Linked DNA regions of Mus musculus: region 1 is linked to region 2. A link is a contact called in public HiChIP or PLAC-seq data. All regions are on one chromosome and are shown on one strand. The core of a region is the stretch at or near the end of the contact, and the rest is flanking DNA. Distances in the headings are between cores, read along the strand shown.

Region 1 (6,841 bases), core at 3,042-5,541, 76 kb after region 2:
GCTTTATTTGGAAAAATGTATTTGATTATTTATTTATTTGTTTGTTTATCTATTTATTTAATTTTGGCTAGGGGTAGAGCTTAATAGGATATTGTTTTGTTTTTTTGTTTTTGTTTTTGTTTTTTGGTTTTTCGAGACAGGGTTTCTCTGTGTAGCCCTGGCTGTCCTGGAACTCACTTTGTAGACCAGGCTGGCCTCGAACTCAGAAATCCGCCTGCCTCTGCCTCCCGAGTGCTGGGACTAAAGGCGTGCACCACCACACCCGGCTCAGGAGATTATTTCCTTATCATGCACAAAGACCTGGTTCAATTGCTGGCTCTCTAACAATAACATTTTTAAACACAGTTTCGTTTTAAATAATTTCAAGAATATTATCTTTGACACTTCAAGGGTATTTGTCAATATTCTGCTATCTCGGGATAAACTCTGGGTGTTATGTTTAAATTTGACAGCTATATGTGCAAATGGTCCATCTGGAAATAGCTGCTCTGTATTTTCACACACACACAATCTGGCATCATGAATCAACAGGGTTTTGGCTTTTTACCTTGTATGTGACCTAAGGCACATGGTGGGCATCTGGTGCAGAGGCAGGATGGGTGGCTCCAACCGAGGGTAGTCAGTGCTATGCTGAGAAAGCTGAGCTTGGAGCTAGAAAGATAGCTCAGTGGCTGCTCTTGCAGGGTACCCAAGAGCACCTACAGGGCGGCTCCAGTTCCTGGAGATCTTACACCCTCTTCTGACCTCCCCTGGATAGCACACACATGGCGCCCAGGCACACATGTAGATGGAACATTCATACACATAAAACAAGAATAATTTTTTTAAAAAAACTAAACTGACTTTTACACACTATAGACTTTATTGTGTATGCTAGAATCTGAATCCAAGAACCGTTAGCAATGATAATCACGCTTTTGCTTCTCTTGTTCTTTCCCTGTTTCTCTTCCCCCTTCTCTCCATTCTCTCTCTCTCTTTCTCTCTCTCTCTCTCTCTCTCTCTCTCTCTCTCACATACACACATACACTTGCTCATGGCCGGCCTCTACTCTCTCTCTCCCCCCTCCCTCTGCCTCTCTCTGCCTGCACTGCCCTCTTAACTCCCCTCCCCGTGCCCTGAATAAACTCTGTTCTATACTTAAAAAAAAACAAAACAAACAACAATGCTAATCACATGTTCTAGCTTTACCCATAGTCCTTACCGAGAGCTACACCCCTCAGCTACCACAAGGGAAATAATTTCAACAGCTTTGCCTGGAATAGACCGGTCACATCCTCTATGGAGATGGATATTACCTGTGCCTCCCAGTTCTCATGCCCAGTGGGTTCAGTTTCCCCCACATCGACAAGAGCATCTGTGCCCAGTATAGCAGCCTCTGACCTGTCATACCTCTGGGATGCTGCAGGCTCCATCAATGGAGGAGACCTCCAGAGCTGTGGCTTGTGGGAGCCTTCCCAAACTCATCTGTTCATTTGGCACAAGAAAAATTGTTGTTGTCAGTCTATGTTTACAGACTTCTCACATTCTTTATTTTCCTTATTTCCATTCCCCTCCTTTTGTTGTTGTTTTGTTTTGTTTTTACAAATTACATTTCTTTTTCCTTTTAGGACCTTTTGGTCTTTACTTTTTTTTTTTTTTCCATATTCCTACTGCAGTGGTTACGTTAAAGAATTAACTGTTCCCACTAGGAAGAAACCCAAATTATTCAGTAGTAAGTTCTTACAGCCATCTGCGGGAAACAGGTACAGGTGGAGTTTCCTTATGCAGAATGCTTGGGACTAGACATGTTTCGGATTTGAGTGGTTTTATTTATTTGGAAATATTTGCATATGCATAATATACACACAGTTTCTTGGGGATGAGCCTCGAGTCTAAATGCTAAATTGACTTTTATTTCCTCTGCATTTAGCCTGATGGTAATTTCATACAGCATTTTTAGGGGGGCTGGGTTTTGACTGTCAGCTGTACCATGGAATTTTCCACTTGGGACCTCCATTGATGGCCCTCAAGAACAGTTGGGATTTCGGAACACTTCAAAGTAGGGAAGACCAACCCACATAGCATGAAGACAGACCCAGGTTCAGTTCCCAGCACCCCAGCAGCGCAAAGCCATCTGTAACTTTAATCTCAGGGGATCCGACTCCCTTCACTGGCTTCTGTGGGCACTGCGACACGGTGTACCTGCATACACACGGGCACACACATAAAATAAAAATAAATAAATCCCTGAAAATACCATAACAGGACAAATGATGGTAACACTTTCTATATCTGCAATGATGTATTTAGGAATCTTGCTATTGCTTTCTTCCACAAATGGTCAAAACAAAACTTGGACAGGCTGCCGGCACCTGTTAGAGTTGAGGTCTGTGACACCAAGGACTGGTTCAATAAACCTGCCTTATCTAAAACCAGGAGCCAGAAGAGGAGAACTAAGCCTCCTGCTCTCTGCATGTGATACCCACCCATGGCTCTTGGACTAGTGTGCTGCTCGCTGACCTCAGGAGCCATTAGGTTTCAAATGACCATCCAATGAGATGGAGCGCTGGACCTTACTCAGATGACTCTTTTGTTTATCATCAGAGTGTGCCTTAGTTAGGGTTTCTATAGCTGCAATGAAGCACCATGACCAAAAACCCAAACTGAGGAGGACAGGGTTTATTTGGCTTACACCTCCACGTGGTTGTTCATCACTGAAGGAATCAGGACAGGAGCTTAAACAGGGCAGGAACCTGGAGGCAGGAGCTGATGCAGAAGCCATGGAGGGTGCTGCTTACTGGCTCCCCATGGTTTGCTCGGCCAGCCTGCTTTCTTACAGAACCCAGAACTACCATCTCAGGGATGGCTCCACCCACAATGGGCTGAGCCCTCCGCCATTGATCACTAATTTAGAAAAAGCCATAGAGCTGGATCTCATAGAAGCATTTTCTCAACTGAGGCTCCTTCCTCTCTGATGACTCTAGCTTGTGTCAAATGACACACAGGACCAGTCAGTACAGTGTAGATATCGTCCTTTAGTCCTGATTCGAGAGAACCGAACCCCACATTCATTTTATCTAATACCTGGCGCTTTTGTAGAGAAGATATGAGCTACAACTCCAGGAGTTAAAACTTCCTTGCCTGACTATGCTTGTTCTCACTGAGTCAGAATGGGCAAGTCTGCAGGAAATCTTCAGTGCCAAGGAAAGAAATTTAACCACTTCCCAGCTCGGGCAATTTAAACTTGAGTCTTAAGCAAAAGCCAAGTTGTGGCTTCCGATTAGTGCACAGCCCCTCAAACTTGGCACAGCTCTCACAGACTTTTAACTCTGCATTTTTCTGTGGAATCCGTTGTGGCAAAACAGTCTAGGGTGTTTACCTAACACGCTTCTACTTAACAACAGCCAAGGCATTCCGGAATCTGCTCTGAGCACACTTGCTTCCCCTCCAGAAAACTCTAACTAAACAGAGGCTGGCGGGGGAGGGAAGGTGCACCCTAATTTTAGTTATTTTAATATTAATAATCTCCCTCTTTTTTTTGGAACAGATTTTTGAAAACACAAAATTTTCTAGGGTTTACCAAAATCGACTTTAAGAAATATGTATTTCTCTCAAAAAAAGAAAAGAAAAAAGAAAAAAAGAAAAAGAAATATGTATTTCCTTCTGGGTGTGATGGTGCATGCCTTTAATCCCAACACTTGGGAGAGAGAGAAAGAGAGGGACAGAGACAGAGACAGAGACAGAGACAGAGACAGAGACAGATGGATCTCTGTGAGTTGGAGGGCAGCCTGGTCTACAAAGTGAGTTCCATGTCATCTAAGGCTATATACAAAGAGGCCTTGTTTCAAAAAAAAAAAATATATATATATACATATATGTATACATGTATAACTAACACATCAAAGAGAAGTGTGTCTTCACTTTTACTTGGGAAGTAACACACATTTCCAGAAAAGCTTGGCTTCTTTGTCTCCTTATTGGTAAACAGAAGTCTGAGCATTGAAGCAGATGAGGGCTTGAGAGTCGATGGTGACCTCGTTTGTTTCTAAGCTGGGACTGACTGTGTGAAGGTGTGTGCGTGTGCGCGTGTGTGTGCAGGAGGACCCGGGGCATGAAAAGTCGTTTGTGGTGTGATTTCAGGGGGAGAGTATGGACAACTTCAACTGGGGAGTGCGCAGGCGCTCCCTGGACAGCCTGGACAAGTGTGATATGCAGATCCTGGAGGAGCGCCAGCTCTCCAGAAGTACTCCCAGCCTAAACAAGATGAGCCACGAGGATTCCGATGAGTCATCCGAGGAGGACCTCACAGCCAGCCAGATCCTGGAACACTCAGACCTTGTAAGTAGGAACTCTCCCACTGGAGGGTTGGGAAGGAAGCCTTGGGTTTGGTTTGCTTTTTTTTTTTTTTTTTTTTTTTAAATTAACTCAGGAGTTTGGTTTCCAGCCAAATAAACTCTTTATGGCTGTTGACCTCTTCTTCACTGTAGGTCACTGTAGGCATTTGGTACCCTGAGGCCAGGTCATACGGGGTTGCCCACGGCTACGTTAATATGCTAATGACAGTCAATGATATAGAGAGCTTAGGAAAATGATACCTGTCAACCAAGTACCGGGGACCAGTGATGTGCGTTCTCCTGACAGGAACTTCCTTTACATTTTCTTTGCTTTGCCTTCTAAACAGATCATGAACCTCTCCCCCTCCGAGGAGGCGAATCCCATGGAGCTGCTGACCAGTGCCTGTGACTCCGCCCCCGCAGACCCTCATTCCTTCAACACCAGAATGGCAAACTTCGAGGCTTCTTTGCCTGATATAAATAATCTGCAGATTTCAGAGGGGTCAAAGGTGAAGAGATTTGTGGAATTTCTATTGTAAGGACATGGGGGGAAAGACCAAAAAAAAATCCTGTTAAGAGTTTGTAGAGGGAGGTTCAAAGTGGAGGGGCTTTACGCCTCTGGTTTTAGTGAAATGACTGAAGCTCCCACCCGGTCCTGTGTTTTGAAGTTGTTTTATGCTCACAAACTTGAGCAGACGTCCCTTTGGCTGAGAGATTTGGCCTGAGGCCTTTGTAAAATGAAATACTTGACCACTGACTGACTGCAAAAGCAAGTAGTGGAGAGAGACTGTCGTGGCGCTGGGAGTGTGGTGGCTTTTATAAAACAGTTCACTAAGTGAGGCGTAGGAGTACGCGAGCACTGGGGGGGAATTTTTCCTCGAGTAGGAACCAATTATACAATTTGCTCATTGATTCAGTGCTTGCCTTTTGGCAAACGATAGAAATATTTAATGTCAATCACACAGAATTATGCCAAATCTGCATAAAACTCTCCTAGCTGGACTCCCTGAGAGGAAGAGTTATCTAATATATAATTTCCCTACTTTAAAAGGTTGGCTTTAAGACAAAAAAAAAAAAATCTTGTGGATATTTTACTTAAGGTTTAGTTTATCAAAATTCACAGAAAATATCCTGCCCCATGAAACCATTCATTTGGATGTTGTAACCACACATATGACCTTTAGTGTAGAATTTTATTTCTTTATATTAGAGATATCAAAATAGTCTTATCACTATTAGAATAGAATTAGTCATTCCTGATTCTGATTTTGGCTATAGTTTTGCAACTTTGAAAGAGAAAAAAAATATGGTGGGGGGGTAGGGGGGAGAAATACTGATAAAGGAAAGCTATAACACTTTCTATACCATTTTACAATATGCCGAAATCAAGAAACCCCTGACAAAAAACCAAAAAAAGAAAAAAGAAAAAAGAAACCCCTGAAAGCTTTGAACCAATAATATTAGAGCTGAAAAGAATTATTTCTATGATTGCCCCAACTCAAAGGAAAGAATAAGAACTGTAATTGGGATTTCTTGGCATTGGAACTGTTCGTTTTTGGCCAAAAAAATAAAGCCCCCTCCCCCTGAACAAACTCTTGTTCTAGATTGAAAAATACTAGAACATTAATCCCAAGATCAAGACATTTTAAGTTAAATTTCTTGGGAAACCATCATAAAACATATGTGACATGCTGAGCATGTTATTTCTCGGCATGAGTAAAGTCTCTCCATTTTTCTTTTAAATGCAGACAGACAGATAGATAGATGATTGATTGATAGATAGATGATAGATAAATAAATAAAATATTGGCTCTCACTTTTAAAGACACCTCCATTTTCTCATGACCTAAATTCTATGGCATTTGATATAGTTACGGTGTTAGAAAAGACATAGATTCATCCGTCAGAACTTGGTACCACCAAAGACATGAGCTATCCTGGCTCTCTGATTACAGCTTTAACATTCTGGCTTGCTTTTCCTCATTAACCCTAAAGTCAGAATACTATAAACCATGGTCAGATGTTAGCCCGTGGTAAAGGTCTAAGTCACAGACATTTCTATTTCACCTTGACTTGATTTTTAAGATGACTCACAGAAGCACGTACGCATGTTTCCTTCCTCTGCCTTTCTGATGTGTAGCCCAGTTGCCTTCCTTCCTCTCACAGAACAGCCTGTTCTCCAGTTGACTCCCCCACCCCCACCCCGCCTCAGCTCAAGTCCAGCCTCTTTTCCGTTGGACTGTGTGTATCTCTTCCCTTCCTCTCACTGACCCAAGATCTTCCTGCTCTAGAGCGGTTACTTGTTATTGTTTATTGCTCTGTGGTTAGGTGACTGCTACACTCTCACCTTAGCCACTCTCCTAGGAGGGGACAGTGCTCCTGCATGCAGGTGGGTGGCGGGGTGCTTTCTGTATAAGAAAGCCTGTCACCACGGTATAAGGCACACTACAGATTCCCCTCTGAACCTCTGTTGTGCCATGCACCAAGGCATTTATAATCCAGCCTTTATTGGAAAAGGAATTTCCTAT
Region 2 (6,982 bases), core at 2,943-5,442:
CACACACATACATACATACACAGATATACAAATACATACAAACACACACAAACATATACACACATATATACACATACACATAAACACATGTATACATAAACACATATACACAAACATACACACATACATACATACACAAACATATATATACAAAAACACATATATACACATACACACACACACACACATATATATATACATACATATACCCACATACTCACACACAAACACATACACAGATTCACACAAACACACACAAACACACACACAAATACATGCATATACACACGCACATATATATATACATACACACACACACATACATCGAGGCAGCCTAGGGAACCTTTAGAGTTTTTCCTTCCTGATGCCTCGGGCCTACCTGTGATGCTGGTCCTTAGTTCTTCCACCAGCCATGTTGTGACCAAGGAACACAGGAAACAGCATTCCATAAGGTTGGACTTGTTAACTCCAAGAAGGCCATGTAAGGGGTGGAAATTGTGTCATGGAGACAGACGGGGAGAGATCCAGCAGTTAGCTGTCCACCGGAGTATTTTTTTCCAAGTTAACATTTATTGCTTCACACTGTATCTGCACAGATGACAATGCAGTCTTCGAGTTTCTTGGTCACTAGTGAATGGTAAAACTATTGCTAGCAGTCTGGAGCATGCATGGAAGGGTACCAGGGTCTCAGAGACACATGGTGAGCTGGCAGTGGCCATGCGGATCTCTGGTTCTGGAGGGACAGCATCATCGGAGGCTCAGTGACCTGCGGAGACTCTGGGCAGCATAGCAGCACCCAGTGAAAAGTGAGGGTGGCGTTCAGGTTCCTGTGTGCTACATGAACAAAAGACCAACTGGTTGAAAAAGAAGCCCAAATGCTTTGAAGACGGGAACGGAGGTGGCACCTGCCTAGCCTCTCAGTTGCCTTTGCTTGAGGGTCATGTGATTGCAGTTTGGAAACTTCCAGAACCCATCATGTATGTAAACATGCAAAACTTAGAATAGATTCTACCTAAGAAAATGTAAGTTAGTGTTGGTTTATCCTTATAATCCCAGTACTTGGAGGCAGGGGGAGGAAGATCAGGAATTCTAGGTTAGTCTGAGCTGCATAGTGAGACCCTGCCCCCAAAAACATACAGAAAAGGGGGCTGGCTGAGGGGTAGCTCAGCAGTTGAGTGTGCCAGCTGCTCTCCCAAAGGTTCCCCGATCAGGTAGCTCACTCTATCTCTAACTCCAGTTCCACAGGCACTGATGCCTTCTTCTGACCTCTTGCTCCACATGAGCACACATGCAGAGGCAGGCGCAAGCCAGTTACTAAAAACTAATAGAAGCCTTTTTAAAGTTGTTTTAAAAAAATACAAAGTAACAACAGTGACCTCTCCCGACCTTAAAAAACAAAAACTGAATTCTCTTGGAAAAAACTCCAGCTTTGGGCTTGAGTTGGCACAGGAGGGTAGAGAACTTGCCTAACATATGGGATGCCCTAGGTTCAATATTCTCAGTACACATTGATAGGTTATTTCTCTGCTGGTGGAGTGAGCCAATTCAAGCCAGATTAGAGTATATTAAATGCAGATTTGTTAGGAAGCTGCTCTCGGGCGAGTCCACTGGCCCCAAGGACCAAGGCCAGGGAAGTCACCATGGGGAGGTGGGGGAGAGGGAAGAGAAAAGGAAAAGGGGTGTACTCACAGAGAAAGGAGGAGAGAGAAGGGGAGAAAGGAAAAGGCAAAAATGTCTGAATTACATGTAGGGAAGAGCCTCTGGGGGGAAGGGCAGCCCAGCCCCTGGGCTAGAAGGTTCAGGGCTGGAGGCGGGGGGTATGCCAGGTAGGGACTGGGGGATGCTGGGAGGACCTGAAGGCCAGGTCTGCTTTGATATGTAAAATATGCACCTCAGTTCCTTTTCCCAGAGTCTGAATCCAAACACACATATATACCAGTACCACCAAATATGTGTGTATGTACATACATTCATAGTACATACATACATAAATACATACATACATACACTAGTATCAATTAGAAAGTAAAAATTTTGAAAAATCTAACTTAATAGTGTCTTTTGTCTGTAGAAACTTCAGTGAAAATAAATTAAACCACTTTGATCTCAGCTGTAGCATAATCCCAAATGGTGTGGATGGAGAGGCAAGATCCGTCTCCTCTCTACGTACAGCCCTTAAACAGTCATTTCCCATCAGAGGTAACAGACGGCTGGCTTTATCACAAAGCACCCATTGATCGATCCGAAAGGCAAAAAGGGAATCCAGAGATCTCATGAATAATAATCATTTCACACACTCTTGTCTCTAAGCTGTTTCAATTTAATTTTATGAAACTAAATGTGCAGAAAGCCTGTATTTCTCCCTTGTTATCTTGCTGCTGACCCTGGAATGTTCTTCTTGCACGACAGCTCATTCCCAACGGCTCCAGCCACCGTATGCAGTCAGAACGAGGCCCGCACTGCAGTGTCCTCCATGCTGTGGAAGGCTTCGCTCTCGTCTTGCTCTGCAGCTTCCAGGTGGCCACACGCAAGCTGTCGGTGCTGATACTCAAGGAGATCCGAGCTCTCTTCCTGGCCCTGGGTCAGCCCGAGGTACGGGGTGTTCTCCAGGAGTCTCCCTTCAACAGCTATGGATCAAAGACTAGAAATAACACAGTACTATTGGGGGTACCTAATATGTGTAGGGCAAGGACTTTGTTGTTGATACATTGTTGGGTTTTTAATTAGATAGTGGCTGTAGTTTCGTTTGGTTTGTTTATCTGTTTTTGCTTTATTTTGTTTTGAGGACAGGGTCCGTAGGCCTTGAACTCACAGAGTTCTGTCTGGCTCAGCTTCCTAAATTCTGGGATTAAAGACATGCATTCCCAGGCTATAACAGAATTCTTTTTAAAATCTTAAGTAAACCACCTTTTAAGATTGCATTTCTTGTTATTTTCTGTGCACAAGTATTTTCCACCCAAGCACGTGTACCATGTACATTCAGGGTCCTTGCGAGCCAGAAGAAGTCATTAAATCTGCTGGCACTGGAGTTGCAGGCAGTCGTGAACTGCCGTGTGGGTGCTGGGAACTGAACCTGGGTCTTTTCTGCTGCTTCTTTTTTTTTAAACTTTATTTCCAAATTTCATACTGTATTTCCATACAACACTCTCTTGGCTCCAATCCATACCCCCCCAATTTCACTATCTTCTCTTTTTAAACACACACACACATATATATATACATACACACATAAACATACATATGATACACACACACATATAATATATATAGTGTGAAAGTCCAGCCTACTAGTCCATTTAGTATTGCTAATATGCATGTGCTTAGGGCTGACCGTTTAGGATCAGATAACCTATGGGAGATTTGTGTATAGAGAAGACTAATTATCTTTCTCAACAGCCGTTAACTACCTGTAGCTCTCTACCAGGGGTGGGGCCTTGTGGAACTTCCCAGCCACGCTGGACTATCAGCTGGTATTGTCACTGTGTAACCATATTGTGAGATTTATGGGCACAGTGGCATCTTTAATCTAGTAGAAGCAAATCCTATATTCTGACAGTGACAGAAGAGACCACTTCTAAGTTCCTAAATGACCCCACTTTACCAAGAATTTTAAGATTAATTTGGTTGTGGGTCATTCCTCTCAGCATCTGACATACATCTAATTAAGAAGCTGCCACACATAGAGAATAAACTAGAAAACGTAATACATCCTCTTTAAAACATCATGACGCCAAAACAAACACCTTGGTTTCGATGGTGGCGGAAGAAAATGTGGCCTCCCAAGATAAGAGGCAAGGCTGCACTGCACATGGGAAGCATGGGGTACAGGGCTTGTCTACTGTGTGTTTTCTTTGGACTAAAATTCAATCACAGGCCACGTTGTCAGCTATCCTGGTAAGCCAGTGACCTCAAATAAGATCATTTTAGTGTCCCAGCGAGGTATGTTCCTGCAGGCAGGGCTCCTGCCCCTTAAGCTTATCCCAGAAGTGTGAGTGTCTCCGAGACTAATATACAGTACTGGCATTTAGATTCTGGAGTATGAGCAAGTATTTGAAACTGGAGCTTTAATTATCTTGCGCTGGAAATCAAAAGTCTGTCTATCCTCGGGACCAAAGGGTTGTTTTAGTCCCTGCCTTCTCTTTCCTGTCTCTGTGAGAAAACTGTTATCACTGTCTGGCAGGCTGCTCTGCTTCATGTCCTGGGATGAAGGTTGTGGGGACGGTGGGAAGGACACGTTTCCCATGGGGTATAACTGGCTCCTCCTTTGTACAGGACGATGACAGGCCAATGATTGATGTCATGGATCAGCTGAGTTCTTCCATTCTTGAAAGCTTCATTCATGTGGCAGTTTCAGATTCGGTAAGCAGACGTGTGGTCCCCAATGCTATCTGATGTCAGTTATAAATCCTGAGCCTCTCTCTCAAAACAGAGCCAAATAAAAACCCTATGTGTCAAGCCTCTCAAGGCAGATTAATAACCTGAGACCCAGATACCTAAGAAAGAAAGATTAGCTTTTCAAAAAATAGCACAGGACAGGTCTGAAAAAAAAATTTCATACAAAATTTGAACTTTCAAATATTTTTGAAAACTTCAATTTCAAATAACTAGCCTTAAATTGTTATTTTTAATACATAATCTTTGTTTAATTTTGTACTTAATATTTTGTATTACAGCAGTCTCAATACATAAGTTCCACTATGTGTTACTTTATAGTTCCCAGGATGGTTTTATTTTTAGTACCTTTGACCCTCACAGTTATTAAAACTCAGAAGCATTAAGCCAGGGGTTAGCTCAGGGCACAACACTTTGTTTTTCAAGATGGGTTTCTCTGTGTAGCCCTAGCTAACCTGGAACTTGCTCTGTAGACCAGGCTGGCCTAGAACTTAGAGATCTCCCTGCCTCTGCCTCCTGCATGCTGGGATCAAAGGCCCCGGTGACCCTTAAGAAACCTAAAACTAGACCCAGGAATGGAACCTTGAGCCTGTGGTGTGTGGTACAAATGCCTTTAACCTGAGCACTTGGGAAGCAGAGGCGAGTGAATCTCTGAGTTCTAGGCCACCCTGCTCTATATAGTGAGAGCTCGTCTCAAAAAAAAAAAAAAAGAAGAAGGAGGAGGAGGAGGAAAAGGATCTACAACCTAAGATGACAAGTATTTAGAACATGGCAGATTTTTTACCACAGTACTAGCTAAATGTAAGCCTCTAGCTGCATACGCTAACAGACATCCTCCTGCCTCTGCCTCGCTGGGAAAGCGTGTGTCACCACTACCCAGCTTAGCTATCTATCCTTTAAAACAGAAAAGTCCAGTGAGCAGTCTTGGATTCATTCCAGCTCCACAAACAGGGAAGTCTGCGGGGAGGGGGGGGGGGTCACTGAAGAACACACTTAGCTGGTACTTAGCACTGATGCCTGTCACATATGCAAATGACTGCATTGTGGAATCTGTAAACTTTCCACAGACTTTCATGACACAGAACACAAAATGCTAATTTTGGGCAATCACAATCACGATAATCACTAAGGCCATTGGCCAGGCACAGTCAGAATAAAGACGTATACGTTCTCTTATGTTACAGTTGTCAGAACCCGACGTGGAAGGGCTCCTATAGTTCTTATACATGCACATCTGCCTTTCCTGTAGATGACTGTCATATATCCTCATTTTCTTCTGTATTTGCTAGACTCAGATCCTAAGCATGTCACCAGGTCAGCATCCTGCACTCTGTTCAGCAGGTGAGCACGCACAGGCGTTGGATTTCTGTACCCATCTGATTCACAAAGACTATCAGGAGAGATTACTTACAGCTGCTTAGTCATGAATGCAGGAGATGTCTGTCTCTAGAGTCAGTGATCTCCCCAGAACCCAGGTTTAGGGAGACCACTTGATAGGATCTCATCTCCCTGGCTCTGAAAGTCCAGTTCTGCCCCCTTCCAGCCCAGTGACTTATGAAGGCCAAACAGATCTGTAACATTTACCTAGGGGAGTTCATGGCCCTAGCAGGTGAAATAGAACACTCAATAAATGCCTAACTAATGGCTCGCAGTCTTGGCACATGTCTTTAATCCCAGCACTCAGGAGTCAGAGGCAGGAGAATCTCTGAATTCGAGGCCAGCCTGGTCTACAGAGTGAGTTCCAAGACAGCCAGGGCTACACAGAGAAACCCTGCCTCGAAAAATATAAATACATACATACATACATACCTAACAAAAGAGCAAGCATCCCCCCCACCCCTGCTTTGGAACAATGGATATGCTGTTTGAAAACTGGTATTGCCTAAATATTGATGTGGATACTTAAAAGACAACAAAGTGAGAGAACTTATCAATTCACACATATATATTTTAAGAGAAGTTTTGAAGTACATTGGCTTGATATCGTAGGGACAGATAAGGTATCCTCTTAAAAATCATCGCTGGGATCCCTTCATACAAGGGAAAGTAAGTGTTCAGGTGTTTTCTAAAGCCCCGGCAAAGTGTTTCAGTGCAAGTAAAGACACGCACACATCACACAAACAAATCACAGGAGCAAAGGCACAGTTATGGATCCCACACGTGGTTTGCGTGTTAGGGAGATTATTGCTCCATGGTGAAGAACACTTACTTCCAGAAGTTCAGAGTTTGGATTCTCAGCACCCACATGGTGGCTGTACAGGCTGGTTTTGTGTCAACTTGACACAGGCTGGAGTTATCACAGAGAAAGGAGCCTCCCTTGAGGAAATGCCTCCATGAGATCCAGCTATAAGGCATTTTCTCAATTAGTGATCAAGGTGGGAGGGCCCATTGTGGGTGGGGCCATCCCTGGGCTAGTGGTCTTGGGTTCTATAAGAAAGCAAGCTGAGAAAGCTAGGGGAAGCAAGCCAGTAAGTAACATCCCTCCATGGCCTCTGCATCAGCTCCTGCTTCCTGACCTGCTTGAGTTCCAGTCCTAATTTCCTTTAGTGATGAACAGCAATGTGGAAGTGTAAGCTGAATAAACCCTTTC

What was found. HiChIP or PLAC-seq counts read pairs in DNA pulled down with a chosen protein or histone mark.
Region 1: a contact with region 2 is called in an H3K27ac HiChIP or PLAC-seq map of heart atrium, with 5 read pairs. The contact joins two enhancer-like sites. A contact is called at or near these places in 2 of 484 Hi-C or Micro-C datasets (cortical neurons and nephron progenitors), 1 of 115 datasets of contacts at active chromatin or transcription factors (heart atrium) and 3 of 9 other capture datasets (adipose tissue, liver and pancreatic islet).

The regions. Positions count from the first base shown.
Region 1 is chr5:150,462,125-150,468,965 of GRCm38.p6, forward strand. Fry (FRY microtubule binding protein) reads left to right here. Exons shown (of 61, transcript NM_172887.2): 52 at 4,120-4,317; 53 at 4,661-4,822. Among named protein-coding and RNA genes, the nearest start is that of Gm5, 37 kb to the right of the region's middle. Within about 2 kb of position 4,292, at least 126 of the 459 cell types and tissues checked have an H3K27ac peak or open chromatin away from gene starts, as enhancers often do. A contact at or near this core is called in heart atrium, where this site is marked.
Region 2 is chr5:150,386,364-150,393,345 of GRCm38.p6, forward strand. Fry (FRY microtubule binding protein) reads left to right here. Exons shown (of 61, transcript NM_172887.2): 19 at 2,410-2,592; 20 at 4,273-4,359. Among named protein-coding and RNA genes, the nearest start is that of Gm36299, 18 kb to the right of the region's middle. Within about 2 kb of position 4,193, at least 21 of the 459 cell types and tissues checked have an H3K27ac peak or open chromatin away from gene starts, as enhancers often do. A contact at or near this core is called in heart atrium, where this site is marked.